Linked DNA regions of Zea mays: region 2 is linked to region 1. Evidence: chromatin contacts called from public Hi-C data. All regions are on one chromosome and are shown on one strand. The core of a region is the stretch at or near the end of the contact, and the rest is flanking DNA. Distances in the headings are between cores, read along the strand shown. Region 1 holds the start of LOC103647828 (nuclear transcription factor Y subunit B-10). Region 2 holds the start of LOC100283453.

The links. A called contact is a pair of places that touch in the nucleus more often than the background predicts.
Region 2: a Hi-C map of bundle sheath shows a contact between it and region 1, with 2.0 times the contacts expected there. The contact joins the promoter of LOC100283453 here to the promoter of LOC103647828 in region 1. A contact is called at or near these places in 2 of 25 Hi-C or Micro-C datasets (bundle sheath and leaf).

The regions. Positions count from the first base shown.
Region 1 is chr2:217,178,401-217,182,661 of Zm-B73-REFERENCE-NAM-5.0, forward strand. LOC103647828 (nuclear transcription factor Y subunit B-10) reads left to right here and starts at 2,242. Exons shown (of 1, transcript XM_008672332.3): 1 at 2,242-3,366. The coding sequence starts at 2,547. The coding sequence ends at 3,164.
Region 2 is chr2:217,320,523-217,324,783 of Zm-B73-REFERENCE-NAM-5.0, forward strand. LOC100283453 reads right to left here and starts at 2,336. Exons shown (of 5, transcript NM_001156354.1): 1 at 2,256-2,336; 2 at 1,505-1,613; 3 at 924-1,141; 4 at 278-822. The coding sequence starts at 2,294.

The DNA.
Region 1 (4,261 bases), core at 992-3,491:
TTGTTAAACCCAAGAATTTTAGGACCTAGATTGCACTTTTAGTTGCTAGGGTAGCATAAGTAGATTTATATCTATACTGTGGCCCTAAAATTAGCATGGGAGCATGAACTGATATAATAGGAGCTAACAATGCTAGTCTGGTAGCTTTAAGATTATATAATCTATAAGTCTAACAATCATTTTTACTCTAAATGAATCTAAGAAGCCAGAGATGCCATGGCCACCTATGGTTTGGACTTACCTCTTGTATTACTTAGGGTATGTTTGAATGCAATAGAGATATTAGTTAGCTGGCTAAAAATTACTAGTGGAATTAGCTGGCTAACTATTAGCTGGGTTAAACAAACTAATGAACTAATGGATAGTTGAAGATGCAATTAATAGTTCACTATATTATTAGTTTGGAGTTTACGTTTAGATGTCTTCCGCTAAAAAAACTAATAGTTGAACTATTAGTTTGATTGTTTTGATGTCTCTATCTAATTATTAGCAGCTAATTATTATCTCTAGTGCATTCAAATATGACCTTAAAATATTGAGTTTGATCTATTAATAAATAGCTCGATGTCCAAGTGTTTTTATTTTTGAAAGTTGAGTTACTAAAATTGTATACTACCAATAAAAATATGTCATAATGCCTCTGCCATTGACGTATGAAAGGAACATTTTTCATGAATGTTGAAACATAGAAATATATATTCTCGTATCTTATGCATGGTACTCCACATAATTGCAGAACATGTATGTTTACCTTAAGTTAGTTTTCAAGAATTAGGTGTGATGTATGTGCATAATTTGAAAATATATAAGTATACTTTGTGGTTACTTACATCATCTTTAACTAACAGAAGATGCTAGAGATTTAAATGTAGACTTGAGAGGATATTCTTATTGTGTTTCATAATATCATAAGATGGTGATTTAGATAAGGTTCCTTAGCTTATCTATAATAATGGCAACGTGATCCTTTTTTTTTAGGAGAGGGATATTTTAGGTTATGTTTCATGGTGACAGGATAGATGCTTGCAATTTAGATATAGAGTTAGGATCATCTATGTTTTTTCCATAATGACAATGCAGCTGTGCTTTAAGAAAACAAATATATATTTCATAGAACGATATATGTTATTATCAATGCTGAGTAGTAGTGTACATCAAATTAATATACTAGATCTTTGTAATTTTCTGAAAAATAGAATCTATTTTTATATCACGTCTTATAATTTTTTTAGCTATTAGCTAACTAATAGTTAATGACTTTTTAGCTATTAGCAGACCCTTAAATATATATTAATGTTGTAATGTAGAGGCTTCACTAATCTCACCAATTAGTAAAATATTACCTTATTTTTTAAAATTGTAATAAATACTTTTAGCTTGTATATAGATACATATAGAGCCGGTTTTATAGGCTCACACCTAGAAATTATAGATTTTGATATATCTAGATATATAGGAATAATTGAAAAACAAAGATATTTTATAGCTTAAAACAAAAGGAATATACCTACAAACAGAAACAATCAAACAAGCAACCACTGAAGTATGTCAAGACCAGTACCTACGTACTAGCGTAGTTAGCATTCAGGCATGGTGGTTCTCAGCGCCGATCGCCGATCAATGGATGGTTCCAGTAGCAAATTTGTTATTAAGAGCAAGTTTAATAATAGAGTTCATTGTTAACTCTAACTCCTTATCATATCGTTTAGAGTTAATAATAAACATACTTATATAATAAAGCTGGCTATAAGATTGACTCTTATATTATTGTTTTGTCTGTTTTCCTTTCATTCTTTTATCTTGTCACATGAGAGTCTGGGTCCTCTATTTTTTATGTCTCTTTTCTTCGCATAAGAAAAATGCTATATAAATATTAAACTTATTGTCTATTTGATCTAAGAAAAAAAAAGTTGATGGTGCCAATTCACGTCTCGCCATCTCCCAAGATATTTGCAGTTGAAACTAGAGTCGTAGACACGTCACACAAGCGGTCAATAGACCAAGGACACGTCAGGCCCACTCCCTCCACGTTTTCACTCCTACGTGGCAGCCACCCAGGGACCACCCCGTGGATCACGCACCCGATCACGCACGCCCTGGCCCACGCGGACGGCCCTGGCTCCGCCACTGTGGCGGAAACGGACGGCATCGGCTAATGGACAAACAAACGGCCGGTAGCGCGACACGTCTCCCCTCGATGCGTTTTATCCCCACGATGCATCCGTCGCGACGAGCGCTGCGCCGGTGCCCCCATTCTCCACTCGGACTCCGCTCTCCTGCCCCGCTCTCCCTCGGTCCCTCCCAGGCCCAGCTTCCAGCTCGCTCTCCGCCGCCGCTGCTATCCCGCTCTCTCTCCTCTACCTCCTATCCTCCCAGTCCCAGCCAGAGCTGTCCTGCTGGTTCTCTGCGTCTGCTGCGCTCCCGCCGCTGCTGCTCGTGAAGTTATTCCTTCGGAGAGGCAGTGTGTTTGGATCGTTTTGGTCAGCCTCCTCGGAGTTGTTTGACTTGACCGGATCGGACACTGTTTGGTGGCTCAATCGGCCGCGATGCCGGACTCCGACAACGACGAGTCCGGCGGGCCGAGCAACGCGGACTTCTCGTCGCCGCGGGAGCAGGACCGGTTCCTGCCGATCGCGAACGTGAGCCGGATCATGAAGAAGGCGCTCCCGGCCAACGCCAAGATATCCAAGGACGGCAAGGAGACGGTGCAGGAGTGCGTGTCCGAGTTCATCTCCTTCATCACCGGTGAGGCCTCCGACAAGTGCCAGCGCGAGAAGCGCAAGACCATCAACGGCGACGACCTCCTCTGGGCCATGACCACGCTCGGCTTCGAGGACTACGTCGAGCCGCTCAAGCTCTACCTCCACAAGTTCCGCGAGCTCGAGGGCGACAAGGCGGCCGCGGGCTCGCAGCCGCCGCCGCCGCCGTCGTCAACGCACAATGGCGCGGGAGTGCCCGTCGGCTACGGCATGTACGGCGCCGGCGGAGGCAGCGGCATGATCATGATGATGGGACAGCCCATGTACCCGCCGGCCGCGTCGTCGGGGTACTCGCAGCAGCCGCCGCACCACCAGATGTCCATGGGCGGGAAAGGTGGCGCGTATGGCCACTGCGACGGCTCGTCGTCATCGCCGTCAGGGCTCCGCAGGCACGACGGGTTGTGACCGTCGCCGGCCGTCCATGCTTTTTGCATGGCTCAAGAGTGAAGGGGCCCGCCGGCGCCGGCTTCTTGCTTGTTGTCGGCAAATAGCGCCGGCCTACTGGCCAAGTTGACCTTCGTTTTTTTCCTTTTCTTTTTGTGGTAAGTAATGTTGTGCTGAATGGAGCCAGTGAACCAATATACGTTCCTTAACCTCTTGGTAATCCCATGATTCGTACCTGCTGCTAAACTGAGCTATGGCGACATTGCCAGTAGCCTTGATACAAATAGGGGTTCAGATTCTCGTACACATGTCAAATTTTCTAACTAGAGTCAATATTGCCTTAAATTGTTTGAAAGTGTTCTAGTGATTTTAAATAGAATCAAAACCGATCCTCTCAGCTCGTATATATATATATAGACACGACCAGGACGGCAATAAGAATAATAAAATAGAAAAAATGTGTTAGTCATAATATACTAGGTTCGCTAAGCATGACAAATATCAGGTTGTCCATGGCAGCATATTTGTATAAACAAACCTGAACAACTTATTATTAGTTGTGCCGAGATAATTTTAAATTTTAAGATGCCACGTCACATGACGACAAGTGTCGACGACACTATTAATCATTAAAAAAACAATGATACCTCTCCATTTTAAATTGAAAGTGGATTTGGACTGACCTGTTAGCTGCAGGATATAGTTTAGTGTTTGTTTTGTTTTTCTTTGGCAATTACGCTTTAATAAGCACAATATGGGTTTGGGGAGGGGAGGCGCGCGCATGCGTGTGCGGATGACAGTTTTTCATCAGGAAGCGTTACATCAAATTCAAGAGACAGCCTCTATCGTCATGAACCTTTCGAACGTACTAGCTTTCGTGCATGGCAATTTGGAACTACTGGTTTTCCCGGCCCAGCTGAAACCCTCGGAATCATGGATGGAATCGTCACAGTAGCACAACGCGATGCCCCAGCTGAAGAACAATGCAGAAGTAGATCCGGTGGCAGAAACACTGGAACAGAATCACATATATAATAATATGCCATACTTCCGCATCTATCATCACATATATATGCTCCCTAATTTGCAGTATATATTCTCAGCGCATCAGAAACCTT
Region 2 (4,261 bases), core at 1,086-3,585, 140 kb after region 1:
TTGTTGGTTTTCCTGTTTCAGGAACAGTTTTTATTACCAGGTTCAAATCATGGATACATGAGATAGAGATATACATTTTGCCAATTGAAAATCCTGAATTACTGTACGTGTGTGTGCGCACGTGTGTGTGATGGGTATTCTCCAGAAACCATTAAGCAGTTAACAATTGACCAATACTGGCATGATAGCTTCAAGAAGATACAAAAATGATCAGGAGAAACAAGAAAAAAATGCCATATATAAAAGTGTCTCGTGGTAAGTAACAAAAAAAAGGTACCTAAAATCATCAGAGTGAGCAAGTTTTGTCCTTTGTATGTGGTTGCTCCCGACCTCATACAGAAGACAGCTATCAGCAGGTACTTCCAAGCTCATGTTCCTAAAAGAGGCAACAATAACCTGGAAAATACTCTTCACTGGAGAACCACAAGGCTCATCTTCTTGGAATATTGGTGTTCCCACCAGAAATCCTATCAAAGCAAGACCTATGCATGTAGTGGCGACTCCATATCCAATAGCCCAGCTAACATTTTCCTGAACCCAAACTATGATTGTCCCAGAAGTAATCACACCAAAGATGACACATATATAGAACAAGCTGAAGAAATTTCTTCTCTTTTTTATGTCTAGACTGTTCTCGTTGTTGAACTGGTTAGCACCAAACGGAAGCAATGCAGATCTTACTCCTCCACATCCAACAGCAGTGAGATACAAACCAGCAAAGAAAATCACGGTTTGAGTTCCATTTGATGACAAGCATGAACTGACGTCGCACAAGACTGAAGTAGAAGGCATGAACGTTGCAACTGTAATTAGTACTATTCCCTGCAATGAGCATTTGCATTCTATTATCGAAAATAGTCTACCAAACTCGAAATGGAAAGGTGAATAAGAACAAGCAGCTGAGCAGGAAAAGATTATCTTACAAATAGGTACATGATAAGGGAGATCAAGATGGTCTTATAATTTCCCAAGCAAGTATCTGCTATGGCGGCTCCAAGAATTGGCACAAAGAAGCTTGTCCCATACCAAAGAGATACAGTTGCTGCACTGGAAGCAATACCCCCATGGAGAACTGAACGGAGATACACAACTAGGTTTGTGGCAATGCCATTGAAAGCCATGCTCTCCAAGCATTCCAATCCTGCAAGATTTGAACTGATTAACACCGTCCCGATCAAGGAATGCAGCAGCATTGCAGCACTAATTACAATCCTGCAAGATTTGAACTAGGTTTTAAAAGTTTTTTTTCTGTTTATTCTCTTAGCCGCAGAATCAAGAAGAATGCTAACCATGGATAGGTTAATTACAGGAAACGTGGCAAGGGGGATAGGAAAATCTCTTTGTATACCAGTAGCCAGAAAAAAAAGATCTAAGAAGAAATAACACTAAAGAATATAAAAGGGTGATAGATGCTCTACACAGGAGTTGGTTATCAGACAACTTAAAAGAAGAATTTATTGATACTACACAGAACAAATGTGAGAATTGACATAGCATGACTCACCCAGGATGAGTGCCGGTGCTCTCCAATCAGAGCATTTACTTTTCAGCTGTGACCCTAGATTTGCTTCCAATAGACTCTGTGTTTCCTCGCCATGACATGATGCATCATCCTGAAGGAAGGCCAGGTAGACCATAATGTTTCTCACGGTAAATAAATTTTCGACAGTATCTAACAACTTTCTGTAAGGTCATTGACAACTTTCTGTAAGAAGGTCATTGACAACTTTCTGTAAGGATGTCCTTGACAACTTTCTGTAAGGAGGTCCTTGACAACTTTCAGTAATAAAGTCCAATCATCTAAATTGTGCAGTCAATAATAAGCAAGAAAGAAATAAGAGTTGGATGTTGCAATAGTTTCTCCTGGTTTTCAGTTCCGAACCTTTTACAAGAAACGACTTCACTTCACAATCACATGCACACATCTGCGCATACTTCACGATCTACAGAATTCCACGACAGAGTAACACAAATAGATCGGTCGTGACGAGCAATTCACTATGCACGCCTGTGGGCATGTCACGTCATATGCCCGTCAGCCACAGTTCTAGACTAATTAGCCCCTTTGTGAAACTCAGATAATTATAACAAGAAGACAACATTGTGAGTGGCAAAAATCCAATTATCTCATATCTAAATCGCCGCTTTTGGGATACAAAAGGCACGCAGCTCTAGTACCGGAAACAAACCGTTCCGCGGCAAACAAGAGCTAGCTCCGATTCGGCGGAGGGTAATCGACAGCAGGTTCGCCGTACCTTGACCAGAAGACTCGTGTGCTCGCCACCCTCCTCCATGGCCGGCCCGCGCCTCCAGATCAACTGCGGCTGATCCGAGTCCCTTGCCGACCCACGCCTCCACAATAAATAAATAGGCACAAGTGCGCGCTGTGGATCTGGTAGCGAACAAGAGCGGTTGGTGAGAGTGCGACTGGTAAATCATCATGTCCTGGTAATATGATGGATAAGCTCCGCTCTCTGCGCGACACACGCCGGCGCAAGGGGATAGGGACGAGTGCGTGTGCACTAGATGCGGATAGATCGCGGCGACGGCGACGGCGAAGCGGGAGGGAAGGGGACAAGGGGTAAAGATGACGGCCGAGCTTTGCTAGGCTGTTCAGAGACGGGGACCGTGACCACTCGCGAGTCGCGACCCCTGAACAAACAACGGGGGGGGGGGGGGGGGGGGGGGGGGGGGGGGGGGGGGGGGGGGGGGGGGGGGGGGGGGGGGGGGGGGGGGGGGGGGGGGGGGGGGGGGGGGGGGGGGGGGGGAGCCGGGGGGGGGAAAGGAGCTATTTAGGGCTAGTTGGAAACCAATTCTCAGTTCATATGGATCGAATGGGTTTGAATAAGATTAATTCGATATCAAATCAAAATCTTTTATAATTTTTTTAATTATTTTCGATTTATGAGGTATAGGAATAATCGAAGAAGGTATTAGAATTTCTACTTTTAAAGGGCAATTAGTTCATTTTCCTTTAGACTTTGTTTGATACTCTAGTATTGATCTCAATCTACATGTGTTAAGATGGATTAGATGTAAATTAGTTTAAGTTACACCTCAATACATGTGGATTGAGCTAAATACTAGAATACCTAAACTAGACCTTAGGAAAATAGAAACTTTTTGTGAAAATGGAGTTTTAAACTAGTCTTTAGGTGTTGTTTAGTTCTCCAAATGTAACATAAATAGCAACGATAGCACTCGACTTACCGGTAGTAATAAATTTGAATAGGTCAATATCAATTTCTAGTGTGATATCTGATTACGATCAAAGTTAAATAATAAATAAATATAATTTAATATTATCTGTTACTATTACATTACAAATATATGAAACAAACAATACCTAAATATAAACTCCTTCCTTTGGAGGCTTCGTATTCACCGGCTGCAGGCCCATAACATAGAATTCGTAATTGTTTGGGACTCCATGCAACTTTTGTCAATTTAGACTTGCCGCTCGTAAATATGAGGGGCTATAAAGAAAGGGGTTTAAACCCGGTATTCAAGATTTTTTTTTCCAAACAAACAATACAGATCTACTTTATTCGAACGCTGGAATATGTCATTAGCTCGAATATTTATTAAGAATGTGTTTGATTCTAGGGACTAAAGTTTATTATGTGTTATATCGAATATTTAAAATGTTTATTACGAGTATTAAATAAAGTTTAATTATAAAACTAATTACATAGTTAAAGACTAAACAACTAAACAAATTTATTAAGCCTAATTATTTTATAATTAGCAAATGCTCACTATAACATCACATATGTGAATTATGGACTAATTAGATTTAATATATTTGTCTTATCGTTTAGTCCTCGTATATATAGTTAGTTTTATAATTATATTGCATTTAACTGACATTCAAACATTCGATGTGATAGAGATTTAGTATGAGTAAACACGGGCCCAAGTTACGGAGAAGGTTTGATTTTAAAAAGCCGTGGAGAAGATTAATAAATAATACAATCATAAATACTATATTTTTATTAATATATTTAGTTAAACTATATTTTTATTAATATATTTAGTTGTATATACAAGTTGTATCCTCTCTTTCGAAAATATCAAGAGCATTAGAAAAATTAAATTAAAGACCCAGACATTGCAAATTTTGCGATCAATTAGTTACAGTACTCTAGGTCCACAAAAGTGAAAATTACATTCTTTTATGCACAAGAAGAGTATATATATTTTGGGCTAGTTTGGAACTCTATTTTCTCAAAAAATATTATCTTTCAAGAGAAAATAAACT